Linked DNA regions of Bombyx mori: region 2 is linked to region 1. The links are chromatin contacts, called in public Hi-C maps. All regions are on one chromosome and are shown on one strand. Each heading gives the region's core, a stretch centred on a gene start, on an enhancer-like site or on the middle of the called end of the contact. The rest is flanking DNA. Distances are from core to core; before and after follow the strand shown. Region 1 overlaps LOC101747091 (serine/arginine repetitive matrix protein 1). Region 2 holds the start of LOC101746959 (N-terminal Xaa-Pro-Lys N-methyltransferase 1).

Region 1 (7,127 bases), core at 848-3,347:
CATTTTGCATAAAATTATGCAAAAAAGTTTTAAAATACGAATGCACTGTACAGAAATTTTACCTCTACTATGAAACGTGGTGAGTCGTTGACACTTGTTTTAATGAGCAGTATATTTGTTGCTTTCAAGCAAAAGTATTACTTAAGTTTGGTAATACATCAAGTTATTAGTTCAATACACCTAACTTAAGTGACATATACTTATCTATATATTAATACGTGAAGCAAAAACGCTGTACTCCTTTTTACGAAATTTGCGCGGACGGAGGAGTATGAAATTTTCCACACTTATAGAGAATATCGAGAAGGAGTGCTCAATGCTATTTTTTTTATTAGGCATAAATGGTGCATCACATAAAAAAAAAGCATTACACACCCTGCCATGTATTTGACACACACACACACACTCATATATACTCTTTTGTTTATTGTTTAGCCTGTGATCCAATTGAGAATAGATCAATATTGTTAGTCTTTAATATTATTTGTCTATAGTGTAATTTTGGCGAAATCTGTGATTACAGAAGCATAATAGTCTTTGACAATGGAACCATAATAATGTTCAAACTTATAACTTCAATTAATTATAGTCGAATTTCGACTACTGCGGGACCACTAGTATATCTTAAAGAATGAATATGGATGAAAAATGAAATTAAAACAAACAAGCCCAAAAATACATTTTCTGTCTTCGTCCCTCAGAGCTAAACATAGTTTTTTCTCCGATAATAAATAGATCGTTTTCTTTACGTAATCATAAACTGAATCCTCAATATTACGTATAATAATAATAAAATAACAATAAATAATAAAAATTATTTATTGCCTTTCACATCAAATAAAATAAAATGAAATACAAAAAAAAGAAAAGAAAAAAAAAGAGAAAAAGGCAAAAGGCGGTGAATGGCTTTGCGGGAATGAAGGCAAGGTACGTGTGTATAATTTTTTTTTTTTTTTTTTATGATTGAAAGTTTACTGGTGGCCCGAAGGCCTTTCCAGTTTCACCAGGACAGGTGGGCGAGCAAAGGCTCAGCCAAGAGGGGTGGGATTTGCTAACAACTGCCCGAGCGCCTCCGAAGGAGACCTAACAACTCAAGAGCAATTGTTTCGCGAATGAATCTACTACCGGATCGGAATCGCGACCCGCTGAGAAGATCCGGCGAGAAACTCAGCGGGCTGATGCATGGGTTAGGTTGCACGTCGACCTCTTTGTCGAGTTCGACGAGTACGGTTACCGGGGTCCCTAAGCCTGCCCCTAGTATTAGAGCTGAAGGCAGTGTATAAATTAGTAAAATTAGTAAAAAAAAAGTGTGTGTGTCCGCTCCGACGCACGACTGGAGTTTACTGGATATAAAAAATTAAACGAAACAATACGAGAAATAGTTCTATATTACGACAACACGATACACTACAGATTATTAACAAATTAACGAGACACAAAACAAACGACTAACAAATATATGAAAATACAATAATGAGAGAAACGCGCGATCAGTACGAGGCTTTGTGGCGGACTGCCGGCGCAGCAGCCCGGCGTCACCTGCGATAACGCATTTCGTGTGACATGCGCAATCAGGCGCATAACGCATTTCGTGTGACATGCTAGTACGATTTTGGTCCCCATAATTTTCATACCCCGGGCCTATATATGTAAATCGATTCTAAAGGAGTAAACTCCAATTATAAAAATTTTAGAAAAAAAAAACAAAACATCGTCAAATTTTACTGATATTACACGAGATTGAGTAGATCTGAAAAACTACGATTTCTAAGGTTTCATAATATTAGATTTTAATTGAATTCTAAACTCTACACTTGTAAATAATTGCGATTTAGAATTGACACTCCCAACAGTCCCAACACCATTGTTGATTTTGGACAAAAACGTTCTTACAAGGCTTATCTCAGAGTTCAGCTTACAGAACTTAAAAAAACATTCTCAAAACGCATTCCTTTTCCATTGAAATTCTTAACCGGAATTGATGAATCGTATTATCGTACCTTAATATTAAATAAACACAATGCATCAAACATATTGTGTGCATGACAATATTGTTATATTAGAATTACGTGACCAAAGCTCAGACATGCTTTGTTCTACGTAGTTTTCGTATAGAATTAACATGCGATTCTATACCTTAATGCTTCCTGGTCGTTTGCTATGAGGAAAACCTGAACAATCAATAGTTAATTTACTAACAGTGTATCAATTTTCGAAGCCCTAACCTTTTTTTGAGATGCGGGAATCTCGAAAGGCCTTTCCAGTTTTACCGAGATAATTAAACTCAAGGCCCAACCGGGAGGGCAGCTTTCCAAACTACCGCTAACAGCTAATCAGGACGAGTGATTGCTACGCGATGGTATAGACAAAACGACAGTAACGGTATCAGCCTGCCAGAATATTTGCTTTATTTACTGAAGTTGGTGTGACGTGGAGGTGAACTAGTATTATATAACACGTAATTACTTCAAAAGCGATCTTATGCTTAGGGCTGCGATAACCTTAACATTAGACGAACAACGACCTCCTTTGTCCCGATTAATTAATAAAAAAAACTGACTCTGGTTCAACGAAATGAAGTATCGATTCGGTAATCGATATCTATCTATCACAAGTTTCGAAATGAATAAAAAATCGGCACCATACAAAAAGGCACTGTCACACGAACCGCGTCGCTCTGGTGGCCACAATGTCCACATATCGAATGTCATATGAGTCACCGCAAGGCGATCCCGAATGCAAGGTGAATACACCGACTAATGCCCGTTCCAAATACGGATAAACCAGCCACATTTTATTTAACATTTGGAACTGCCACCGAAAATTCGAAAGCACTAAAATTGTTTTTGTCGCGTTATACCGTACCATTATTTTGGTAATAAATTAAATTTAGTGTAGACCAACCCCGAATCGATACTAGAAAGCTATTGCTTAAGACTATGTAAATCGTAAACTCACGAGTCCAGCTTGGCCCGTGAAAATGAGGCTATTTGAGACAGGCTGAAGAACAGGATTAATTAAGAGTGATTAAAACGAAAATTTAAGTTAATAATATCCAACAAAAGTGGCGGATCAAAGACGATTGCATGCAGCAGAGATGCGAATGTTGCGATGGATGTGCGGAGTAACGAGAATGGATAGAATACGGAATGAATATATTAGAGGAAGTCTGAAAGTGGCACCTCTGACAGAGAAGCTGAGGAGTGCGCGTTTGGGATGGAACGGACATGTGATGAGACGAAATGAAAATGAGGTTGGTAAGAAAGTGTGAACTATGAATGTGGAAGGATATAGAGGAAGAGGTAGACCTAAGAAGAAATGGATGGATTGCGCGAAAGGCGATATGGGTAAGTGGGGAGTGAGCGAAGAAATGGTAGAAGAGTATGGAAGGAGAAAACATGTTGCGCCGACCCCAAGTGACTGGGAGAAGGGCAGGATAATAATGATGATAAAACGAAAATTTAACTTAAATCAAATCAATTCAGAACTTGGAATATTTGAAATTATAAAACTGTTTTTCTTGTAAGAAAATAGCAAGCGTTTAAAGGAAATACGCATTACATAACGAAATTGTCAATGAATATTTAAAAATGGAAATTTTAGAGTTTTAGATAATTGTATAAAAATGTTATCACTGATCCTCCCACGTCCGTACCTGCCCGACCTTCTTACCACTGATTAACGCTCGAAATTGACGCAACGTAGAAATGCGGTAGTTACAAGTGGAATTTACATAAAATGGCGCTCCCACAAACGAGGCAATGTCAACTGGCTATTCTTAAATATTCGCTACTGAGTTTGAACGGTATTGCGTAATTTTTTATCTAGGTACGATGTCGCGTAAATAGCACATACACTACGTTATAGTAGTAGCCTTTAATGTTACGTAAATAGCAGAAACTAATTATCTTACTGAAGTCGCGTACAGGAATTCAATCAATAAAAATTATATTAACCCTAAAGTTATTGAATACGCAAAATTTATTAACTTCAGAAAACTAACTTGTCTGTAAGTCTTGCTTTGTAGGGTTCAAGATCAAAATATGTGTGCAAATGGAGGCAAATAGCAAAAGCCCAACAGATACTCAAGTTTCATACACAAAAAGTAGCTACAAAAAGATCTAAGTTCATACATGATTTATTAAAATACTAAGTATTAATTATTATTAGTATGTACAATCAATTTAGAAAACCCTGTATTGGCGCTTAAAGAATCATGAATACAGCTTAATAAATAACAAATGTTTTTATCAATTGTAAACCATGATAATACCTCTGGTTCCTTCTAAAGTTAACATTCAAATGGGAATTTATTTTTAACGCATTGTAATTCTGCCTTTTATGGCTTTAATTATTATTACCTAACTAAATAGAATTGCTAAGGTTACTGTTCAATGGTATTATGAATTAGAAAAAAAAGTTTTAATGCAATTTGTTTTACTGATTCGATATTTTTGCATTACAAATTTTTGTTTCAAAACACTTTTGAATTTTATTGCAATTCTTCATAATATTCAAAAAATATCTAGAAACTATCTATTAGTATAAATGAGCTCTTAAAACGAATCATATGAGATTTCCATTCACGAATCCAATATTGGTTCGTGAGAAAACCACGCCGTAACACTGAATGCTTAATTAGATCGTTCTTAATAAATTTTTTAAATCGCCAAGGTTCCTATCTACAGCTAAACCATAATACGATAATGATTCAGGCATTTTCACGCCTAACGATTCAATAACAAGCACAACAATTTAATAATAATACACTTTGATCGCACTTTAAAAAAATTAAAGGCACTTCTGTCACGATCACTTCACCACAATAGTCTAATAGGGTTTTAATTTTGTATTCTGTTTTTTTTTTTAATTGCAGTAGTGATAACAAGCGTCACGAGGCCGGCCGTCGGAAGCTGAGAACCACAGAGCACTACTAAACCATTGTATGCAGTTGGATTGTACGTCTGTTTAGCTTATTATGGACATTTTCCATTCTCACAGTGGGGCAATCACTAAGTCGATACGATGTAGTGTTACTAACAGATGTTTTGGTAGCCTCGTGTCAAGGCGATAACTGATTAGCTTGAAGAATCGGTGTTTAGTTTGTGCATTTTACTAATATGTATATAGTACTGAGTCGTAATATTACTACTGCCTCTACGCACGTTAAGTTTTTTTTTATTGCTTAGATGAGTGGACGAGCCTTCGATCAACAATAGTAACTATTGTTGATCGAAGGGACGAGCTCACAGCCCACCTGGTGTTTAAGTGGTTACTGGAGCCCATAGACATCTACAACGTAAATGCGCCACCCACCTTAAAATATAAGTTCTAAGATCTCAGTATAGTTACAACGGCTGCCCTACCCTTCAGACCGAAACGCATTACTGCTTCACGGCAGAAATAGGCAGGACGGTGGTACCTACCCGCGCGGACTCACAAGAGGACCTACCACCAATAATACGTAAAATATAATTCTGCGGGTTTGATTTTTATTACACGATGGTATTCTTTCACCGTGGAAGTAAATCGTGAACATTTGTGACGTATTTCATTAGAAAAATTGGTACCCGCCTGGGATTCGAACATCGGTGCATCGCTCAACACGAATGCACCGAACGTCTTCTTATCCTTTAGGCCACGACACCTTTTTTTATTATAGGTTTCTCGAAAAACATAAACAATGTTTAAATAATTCCGCAGTTTCTTATCGCCACAACAGAATACAGATTTTTACCACAATAAAACTGTATTCATACAAAGATAATCCTGTCATAAATAATTGTATCCATCCTTCGCAGTGAATTTCATTCAATTTGTAAAACAATATCGCAGCCATCTTACAAACAACATACATACATTGTTGTTTAAACTACACTATTTATGTAATATAGATAATTGAAAAGAACCGCATAATATGTAAAATGCATACGTAAATAAATATACAAATAAGGTTTTGTGTTCAATATCACAGTCTTAGTAAGAAATGTTAAACCTAGCAGCTAAAGCTCCGATTATGTTGGAGGTAGGACGCAACGCCCTGTGAGGAACATAGTAACTTGACTGTAATCTGTGAAGAGTACTGATATTCTAACAATGTTAAATACTGATTATTGGAACGAAGTTCCTTATCGCGCGTTGTGAAAGGGGGCTAGACGGAAAAAATTCTTACGAAAAGTTGTCACGACACTTTTTAGATCCGTCATTCTGACCAATCAACGTGTAGGCGCTTATCGCGTGACATTGCTCGTATCCGATTGGTCCGCGTAATGAGTACAATTTCTCGAGATAGCGTTTCAACAATAGTAATTTAGTTCATAGTATTGTTTTTTTCTTCTTCATAATGCCGTAATTTATTATTATAACTTTAAAAAAAAAATTACAATTCCTTCACTAATTAATCGAAAGGAACTTCGTTCCATCCGGGTGTCCCTTGACACCTCTGAAGTTTTTTTATTATTATTTATTGTACAGATGAGTGTACTAGAAAACTGCAAGGTGAATGCATCGGACAGATACAAACTACTATTCCGGTTAGACAGGTACCTTTTAAAAAAAAATTAAATACATACGTAACACATGTTTTTTTTTATTGCTTATATGGGCGGACGAGCTCACAGCCCACCTGGTGTTAAGTGGTTACTGGAGCCCATAGACATCCACAACGTAAATGCGCCACCCACCTTGAGATAGAAGTTCTAAGGTCTCACGTATAGTTACAACGGCTGCCTCACCCTTCAAACCTAAACGCATTACTGCTTCACGGCAGAAATAGGCAGGGTGGTGGTACCTACCCGCGCGGACTCACACGAGGTCCTACCACCAGTAAAAAATAAACTTCCGTTCATAATAAACTTCCTCAATGAAATAATAATATCGTGTAATCAAAAATCAAACTCGCAATAATAATAATTTTCTTAATTACTGTTCGTACAGAAGAAGAAGGGTCGTCGTACCCCTTCGTCGTGCCCGCGCTGGCTGGTTAAGCCTGGGGCAAGGGGGTCGTTCCCGATTGTAAGATCGGTTGCAAAGTTGGGTCGATTGGGGGGTTTATGTCCACCTCCATTGTTGATACCGCGGGAGCCGGTGCAGCAGGAGCACTCACCGCTGCATCCCGTTGAGCTCTT
Region 2 (7,160 bases), core at 2,020-4,519, 110 kb before region 1:
ATCATAAGTTACATTATTATTTGAAAGCGTTAAAGCTTGTTTTCATTATCGTTAAAGAGCAAATTCATGCAAATCGCGTACATTTTCGAAATTTTAAATTGACTTACAAAAAATTGCGTACGTACCTACCACACTTTTTTTTTGTTTTCGTTCACTTCACAATTAAATTTTACGATGTTTGAAATTAAATGTCTTGTAGAAATCGTTACGATGTATATCTATGAGCACTTGGACAAGTTATACGGAACAGACTCTCGACCAAGGCCGTCGACTTGACACTAAAATGGCCACAATGTCGAATTATTAACATAACGATTTCAAACTAAAGATACAGGTACTACACTCCTATTTTGGTGCGATACTTTGAATGAACTGATTTGGTAAACCTCGTTTCGTAATGTTATAGCTTCGCATGATATTCTTTGCCCTCGAGGCGACGGTATGACGCCAACGGCCAACATGAAAATTTTCAATATCTCATTCAGTTACTTCCTACAAAATGCTTTATTGGTGACGATGGTATTTTAATATTATTGAATGTATTTTTTTTGTTGATTTGTTTGTGTACATGCACATGCTCGTCCACCCATCTAGGCAATAAAAAAAAAGACTTTGTAACCTTTACTTTTCGTAAATGTTGGTTATGGACGAACGAGCTTAAAGCGTATTAGGGGGCAACCGAAGATCATAGACACCACACCATCTTCATAGATGAGTTCGAACTTTCATTTATACCCTTCTTTAGACCCGAAGCGATATATCTATTCGTACGTCTTCAGGTTGATTTTTATGACACGACGTCTTCCTTCATTGTTAGTGAAGGCGTGTTGGGACTGCGAGGTACGATTTTCTTGAAAAATTCGCAGCTGCCTTCCAAATTTGAGAGCCGGTATCGTCGCATCACTTGATACCAACCAACCAACTTGATACCAACATATCGAATATATTATCAATTAAGGCAAGAACACTTAATTCGTCCTGACCAACTACAACCGCTACCTTTTTTTATTTCTACCTATTCGCTGGTAACCTAAGAGGTTTATTCCAGCTACGCCCGGACCGGTAGGTAAGCTCACGGGCTCAACCTGAGAGAATTTGCTAGCACTGGCCCTAACAAGAGCAGTGCTTCGCAGAATCTACCACCGGATCGGAGTCGCGACCCACTGAGAAGATCCGGCGAGAAACTCAGTGGGCTGTGTCTATGGGTTAGTTCGCTCGTCGAACTCTTCGTCGTATTCGACGATGGTGACCGGTGCTTGTGAGGTCTAAAAGCACAGTGAGTGGATCCGGGGGATCCGACAAAAGATGTTTCGGGCGACGACTACCTTATAATATTTTCATCCGTAATGCTCACAACTATTTTCCTACCTAACTACCGAATTGGTACCTAACTCCTAACTCCCTTAGATACTGATGACATTTAACGAATTATTCTTAGATAGTAATAATACTAGTAATGTGAGACGAGAAAGCAAGAACTTGTAAATAACCATCATAAACTAATCGAATCCACGCGTTTTTTAACGCAAAGGGCATTTCTAACTACGATTTATAATTTTTAAAACACTGCCATCTATAGAAATTTTGTGAACTAAGTTCCTCAAGCACCATCTAGTGGCGAATAGCATAAGCTAACTAACAGCGCCATCTGTTGTCTCGGTTGTAAAACATTATTCTCTTCCTTACCATTGTGACGAAGGCGTCGCTGGCGTCGCAATCTCACTGACAAACTATCCCAATCGTCATCCATGTTTGGTTGCCCTTCTCTTTCAACTGCGAAAACGACAAATGTTTAAAAAATTTGTACAATCCGTCTATTTACATAAATCTTTTATTAAATTATTCTTTTTCTTTCTAATTCTTTTATTAAATATTTTATTAAATTACCTTCTTCAATGCGATTTTTTGAATGTACAGTATGAGGGACTCGCAGTCCTCCCGCCATGAGGTCGGTACTCTTCTCAAGCTCGACCCTTTTGCGCCGTTCTGTACCTCCTACCTCTTCCACCAGGCTCGCGTCGCTCGCCAGTGACTTCACCTATAATTGAAATTCTTTCAGGTTTTTTAAAAATCAAAAAGAAGTGTATGCACCTAAACGAACAATTTTTTTTATTGCTTACATGGATAGATGAGCTCACAGCCCACCTGGTGTTAAGTGGTTAGTGGAGCCCATAGACATCTACAACGTAAATGCGCCACCTACCTTGAGATATAAGTTCTTAGGTCTCAGTATAGTTACAACGGCTACCCCACCCTTCAAACCGAAACGCATTACTGCTTCACGGCAGAAATAGGCGGCGTGGTGGTACCTACCCGTGCGGACTCACAAGAGGTCCTACCACCAGTAAATTTTACAGAATACGAACCAAGATCTATTTGCATTATCTATTTACATTCGGAGTAATTTGATCCTATTGTTTAATATTCAGTTGTAGTACAAAATGTATTTAAAAAAGTAAGTTTTTTTGAACTAAGGCAGTGTTCATAATTTACCTCGTTCTTGGATAGTTCCTCGTCGCAGACTCTTTCTTGTTCTTTCGTGTGAAATGTTTGTGTCACAATCGTCCCATCAGGACCCAACGCACGCAGTTCTTTCTGTTCAAAAGAATTTTATAAATGGTAAATAACATTTCTGAATTCACTTTTTCATAATTACTTGACCATTAATCTAATATTGCGTAAAAGTAAACATAGCATCAAAATATCACAAAATGGAACGAAAAAGTCTTTTTTGTCAAAGTTTTACGGGCTTACTCAGCCTCAAATATTGACTCAAACTGAGTTACACAATAGATAGAGATATAACACAGTCTATGTTGGATGACTATGTAGAATTCTGTAATAGCACTTAATTTTACTAAGCTACATCATTTTCACGCGTTTTTTTTTTCAACTTATCTACGTCGTAATTATTAGGTAAAATAAACCAGTAACGTTTAAAAAGTCTTCTTGAATATTTCATCACCTTTCTTTTATAATTTACTCTTCCAGGGTGTATTCGTTTACGTACCGTGTCATCAGTGTTGATTGTAGTATTGTACGCCACAGTATCCTTAATGATTATAGGACCTCGTGGCACCAGAGCCAATTGCTGCTCGGTCTGCAACTTCAAAGCATCTCGGATGTCCTCTTCTTTAGTTTCATTGACTGCTGCTATCAGTGCCTTTAACAAAAAGAAAAATATATATATCAATAATCTCACAGAGTTATTAACTACTCTTAATGTGGCAAGCAAAAAGGTTGGTGCCTAATTTCGTGATTTCATTCAATTTCTCTTATAATTGTATGACGTCTCACGACGCTGTCAAAAATGTGGAATAATGACCGAGAAAGATTTTTATAAAAAAGCCGCTATATATTGGGCTAATGTGCCGGCAACAATAGATGGAGTACTCGGTGGCTTTGGTAACTTCTCCGACATTGACATTGATGGATCTAGGGCGTTTTTAAACAAAGTGCTAAGTTCCGCTAATCCGCCGGCCACAAAACTTGCTCTCGATTGCGGGGCTGGTATTGGGCGGGTAACAAAACACTTGCTGATTCATTATTTCGAAAAAATAGACCTCGTGGAACCGGATTTAAAGTTCATTACCGAAGCTAAGATTAATATCGGTGATGACGTTACGAAGCTAGGAACCCTGTACCAGACTGGACTTCAAAACTTTAGACCGCACAAAAACTATGACGTTATCTGGTGCCAATGGGTGCTTGGACATTTAAATGACTCCGATCTCATAAAGTTCTTAAGCCGAAGCAAAGAAGCACTATCCAAAAATGGTTTAATAATTATTAAAGAAAATATAACAACATCTAAAGAAGTTGAATACGACGAAGATGATTCATCTATGACACGACCACTTGAACTGATGACGAAAATTTTTGATCAAGTTAACCTTCGAATAATTCATTCCGATATACAGTATGGCTTTCCAGAAGACATTTACCCAATACATTGCTTCGCTTTATCTCCGGTGCAATAAATTTTACGTTTAAACATTTATGATTTGAAATCTTCTCATTTTTTTTTAAGGTTGCTGTATTTACTTTGATGAAGTGGCAAGTCGTGGCCGGGATTCGTGATGATGTCGTTAAATAAAGTAGGATCCCGGGCGCAGCGTGGCGTCGCAACAAGATCCGCAAGTGCATTCACCGTTTTAGTGTTTTGTTACGAAATTCTTGGCGCAGAAACCGCAAGGATAGCGCAACATAATCAGCCTATAGACCTATTGTAGGAACTGACGGAATTTGACGTCTTGAGCTTTACTTTAAACTAGGTCTGAGGAATAAAATTGCTGTTCAAATTATCAGCTGTAACATCACAATATTTTCTTGCGTGCGTCTATTAAATTGTCTTATGGACGACATAAAAAAAACGGAGCCAAGAACTTTGACCAGTTATTATAAGTAAATAGAAAAAGAATTTAAAATACTTGTCCATGCTTCTTATTGATAAATTGAACTATGACTGTGTCACAATTAAGTCAGAATTAAGGAACATATTGTGGATGTCAAGGGCAACCGAGCACACAAGTCTGCGGTTTATCAACATACCAGAGAAAAATACCTACTAGATTTAAAAATAGAGTTTAACCCAAGCACTCTAGGCGAGGCCATTCAAATTAAAAATACCCTACCTTTGATTGAGAAGATGGTTACCGCGTATCTAACACTTGGGAGCCTCTTGTCGTGAAGATGAATACCCAAATCGAACAAACTGCTCGACCTCTCATACATAATACTACCGCATATGTAGTACTCTCTGCGTGCAGAGAAACGTAAATCGCAACGGATAGGTTTTGTAGAAATTTAGATTTCCGTCGTCCGTGACTACGAAAACTATAGCGATCGAAGTCGGAAAACAATAACCGCGAGATGGAACCGTTACAATCTCAAATATCTATACTAATATTATCAAGAGGAAAGGTTTGTTTGTTTGTTTGTATTGAATAGGCTCCGAAACTACTGAACCGATTTGCATAATTCTTTCACTGTTTGGAAGCTACACAATTCCCGAGTGATAAAATCTTTTTTTTTAAAAATTAGGCATCCTTACTAAAACTCCAATAATGTAACCCAAGGTGTAAAAAAATTACCTAAAATATTCTTTACATCGCGCGCCCTACGAAAACTATTGATGATAGAATAAAATAACATACCTACTACGACTTTGTAACACATTATTATTTACAAAAAGTGTCGCGACAGCGTATGTCTAACTATTATAATTATGCCGCAATAAGTGTTCTTTTATTTTAAAAAATAAAACAACGTCAAATATCGTTGAAATTTTTGTTAAAGACCTGAGCGGAGCCGGAGTGGGCCGCTAGTAGTTAATAAATATTAAAATACAAATTATTTCATTAAAAATAAAATAATTTCACTTGGAATTCATTCTCCTTCAATTTCGACGTCGCTGAGATAATAATTAACAAAAACGATTTTGAAAGTACCTACATTCGATATTCAATCAGACAACAGTTACAGATGAATATCGCACTGTGCCCCATTATTAGGGCTTCGTCAATAGCACGGTATGGCTAGTAATCTTATGTTGCAGTTACACGGTTGTAACCCATCAAACTTAATTATCTTTAGCTCGTAAGTCGCTTCCGAATATTAATTTATTACTAGAGGTCCCACAGTAGTCGAAATTCGACTTTAATAATTAATTGGAATTGTAAGTTTGTACACTATTATGATGGTATTTTGTACTTCTATAATCACAAATTTCGCCAAGGCTACACTATAAAAAATATTAATAAAGACAAAAATATTTAATCTATTCTCAATTTGACCACAGACGTCAAGAACAAAAGTTTAACAGTAAATAGTATGCATGCGTGTGTGCGTCAAATACATGGTATGTAGTGTGTGTAATATTTTCTTTATTGATTTAATGTATCTTTTATGCATTATTTTATAAAAATATTAGCATTGTGCACTTCTTCTCTATATTCTGTATAAGTGTGGAAAATTTCATACTCCTCCGTCCACGCAATTTTCGTAAAAATGGATACAAAGTTTTTGCTTCACGTATTAATATATAGATTTTCGATGAAGACCATGAAGTGTTTGAATTGTGGTATCATGCATTGGCCTCGTATTCAATGAAAAAAGCAAATACAATCGAATTCAGAAATGTCAACCGCACCTATTGCATGTTTCTTTATTTTTGTCGATGACCAAATGAGAAATACGAATGTGAACTTTAAAAATAAATAAACATCAAACATTACGAACAGAGGTACGAACGTAGGTTTACAATTTCTTTTCACGTAGTGTCGTTAAAATGTAACGTTACTTTGGTGTTATTTGTATTAAGAGTAGCTAGATATCCGCCAGTCACGAATAGCAGTATATTCGTATTGCTATTTACGGGCACAAAAAAAAACGAATCCACAAAGGTATAGTAATAATATTGGCTTCATTTGCTGCAGCTTATTTAGATCGTTAGAATTTTTCGCGACAGGTCATTGGCCAAAACATTTGCGAGTGATATCAGTCGGTACTCTTGACGGTTTTACGAAATTATTATAAGCCACACACACTAACACAATTACATCGTACGGTCATCTTGGAAGATCAAACCATAACGAAATATTTCGGCGTGTTTGTCCAAATTGTAGACACGACGCCATACAGAAAAGACTTTTGCAAAACCTCTCGTCTTTATCTTGAATCCTAATTGCTTGAGCCAACTTGAGTTTCGTAAAAAAATTAGCGGATTGTTGCTACGAAATTTGGAGATAAACAAAGCTTGGACGTGACTAGGTTAGGAAAAGAGGTGCTACGTGTTTTGCAAATGTTCTGTCTGAATGATCCAAGAACGAGTACCACTTGTGAGTTTTGCTACCGTGGTGAGGCAGAGCACGTGCGGCCTTTGTAAGTTCACGAGAAATTTTACTGCAAATGGAAATGCCTTTTCACGTTTACTCGCCTATTAAATGTTCGTATGCGCTTTGAATGTGAAATTCAAGTTTCACAGATTTTAACGTGTTTGAAAGTTATTGGGTTTTAGAAAAAAACACAATAACTTATTATTGTGACTATTGCCACAGCTTGCACAGGATGTGTTTTTGTTTTAGCGCTGAAGGTCTGCAGTACCGTCTCGTGCTAAGTGAATACATGGACACGAGGTCGAATTTTAAGCCGTACTGTGA

The links. Hi-C and Micro-C count contacts between places; a contact is called where the count stands out from the background.
Region 2: a Hi-C map of middle silk gland shows a contact between it and region 1, with 2.3 times the contacts expected there. The contact joins the promoter of LOC101746959 here to the enhancer-like site in region 1. A contact is called at or near these places in 2 of 7 Hi-C or Micro-C datasets (middle silk gland and whole pupa).

The regions. Positions count from the first base shown.
Region 1 is chr8:7,492,056-7,499,182 of ASM3026992v2, reverse strand. All of the region lies in intron 2 of LOC101747091 (serine/arginine repetitive matrix protein 1), which reads right to left. It also overlaps a transcript of UGT39C1 not described here. Among protein-coding and RNA genes, the nearest start is that of LOC119628825, 39 kb to the right of the region's middle. Within about 2 kb of position 2,097, at least 1 of the 8 cell types and tissues checked has open chromatin away from gene starts, as enhancers often do.
Region 2 is chr8:7,606,738-7,613,897 of ASM3026992v2, reverse strand. It overlaps LOC101746959 (N-terminal Xaa-Pro-Lys N-methyltransferase 1), which reads left to right and starts at 3,269. Exons shown (of 1, transcript XM_004932056.5): 1 at 3,269-3,998. The coding sequence starts at 3,321. The coding sequence ends at 3,980. LOC101747091 (serine/arginine repetitive matrix protein 1) reads right to left here. Exons shown (of 12, transcript XM_012695519.4): 7 at 3,011-3,163; 8 at 2,494-2,595; 9 at 1,888-2,038; 10 at 1,687-1,773. It also overlaps a transcript of UGT39C1 not described here.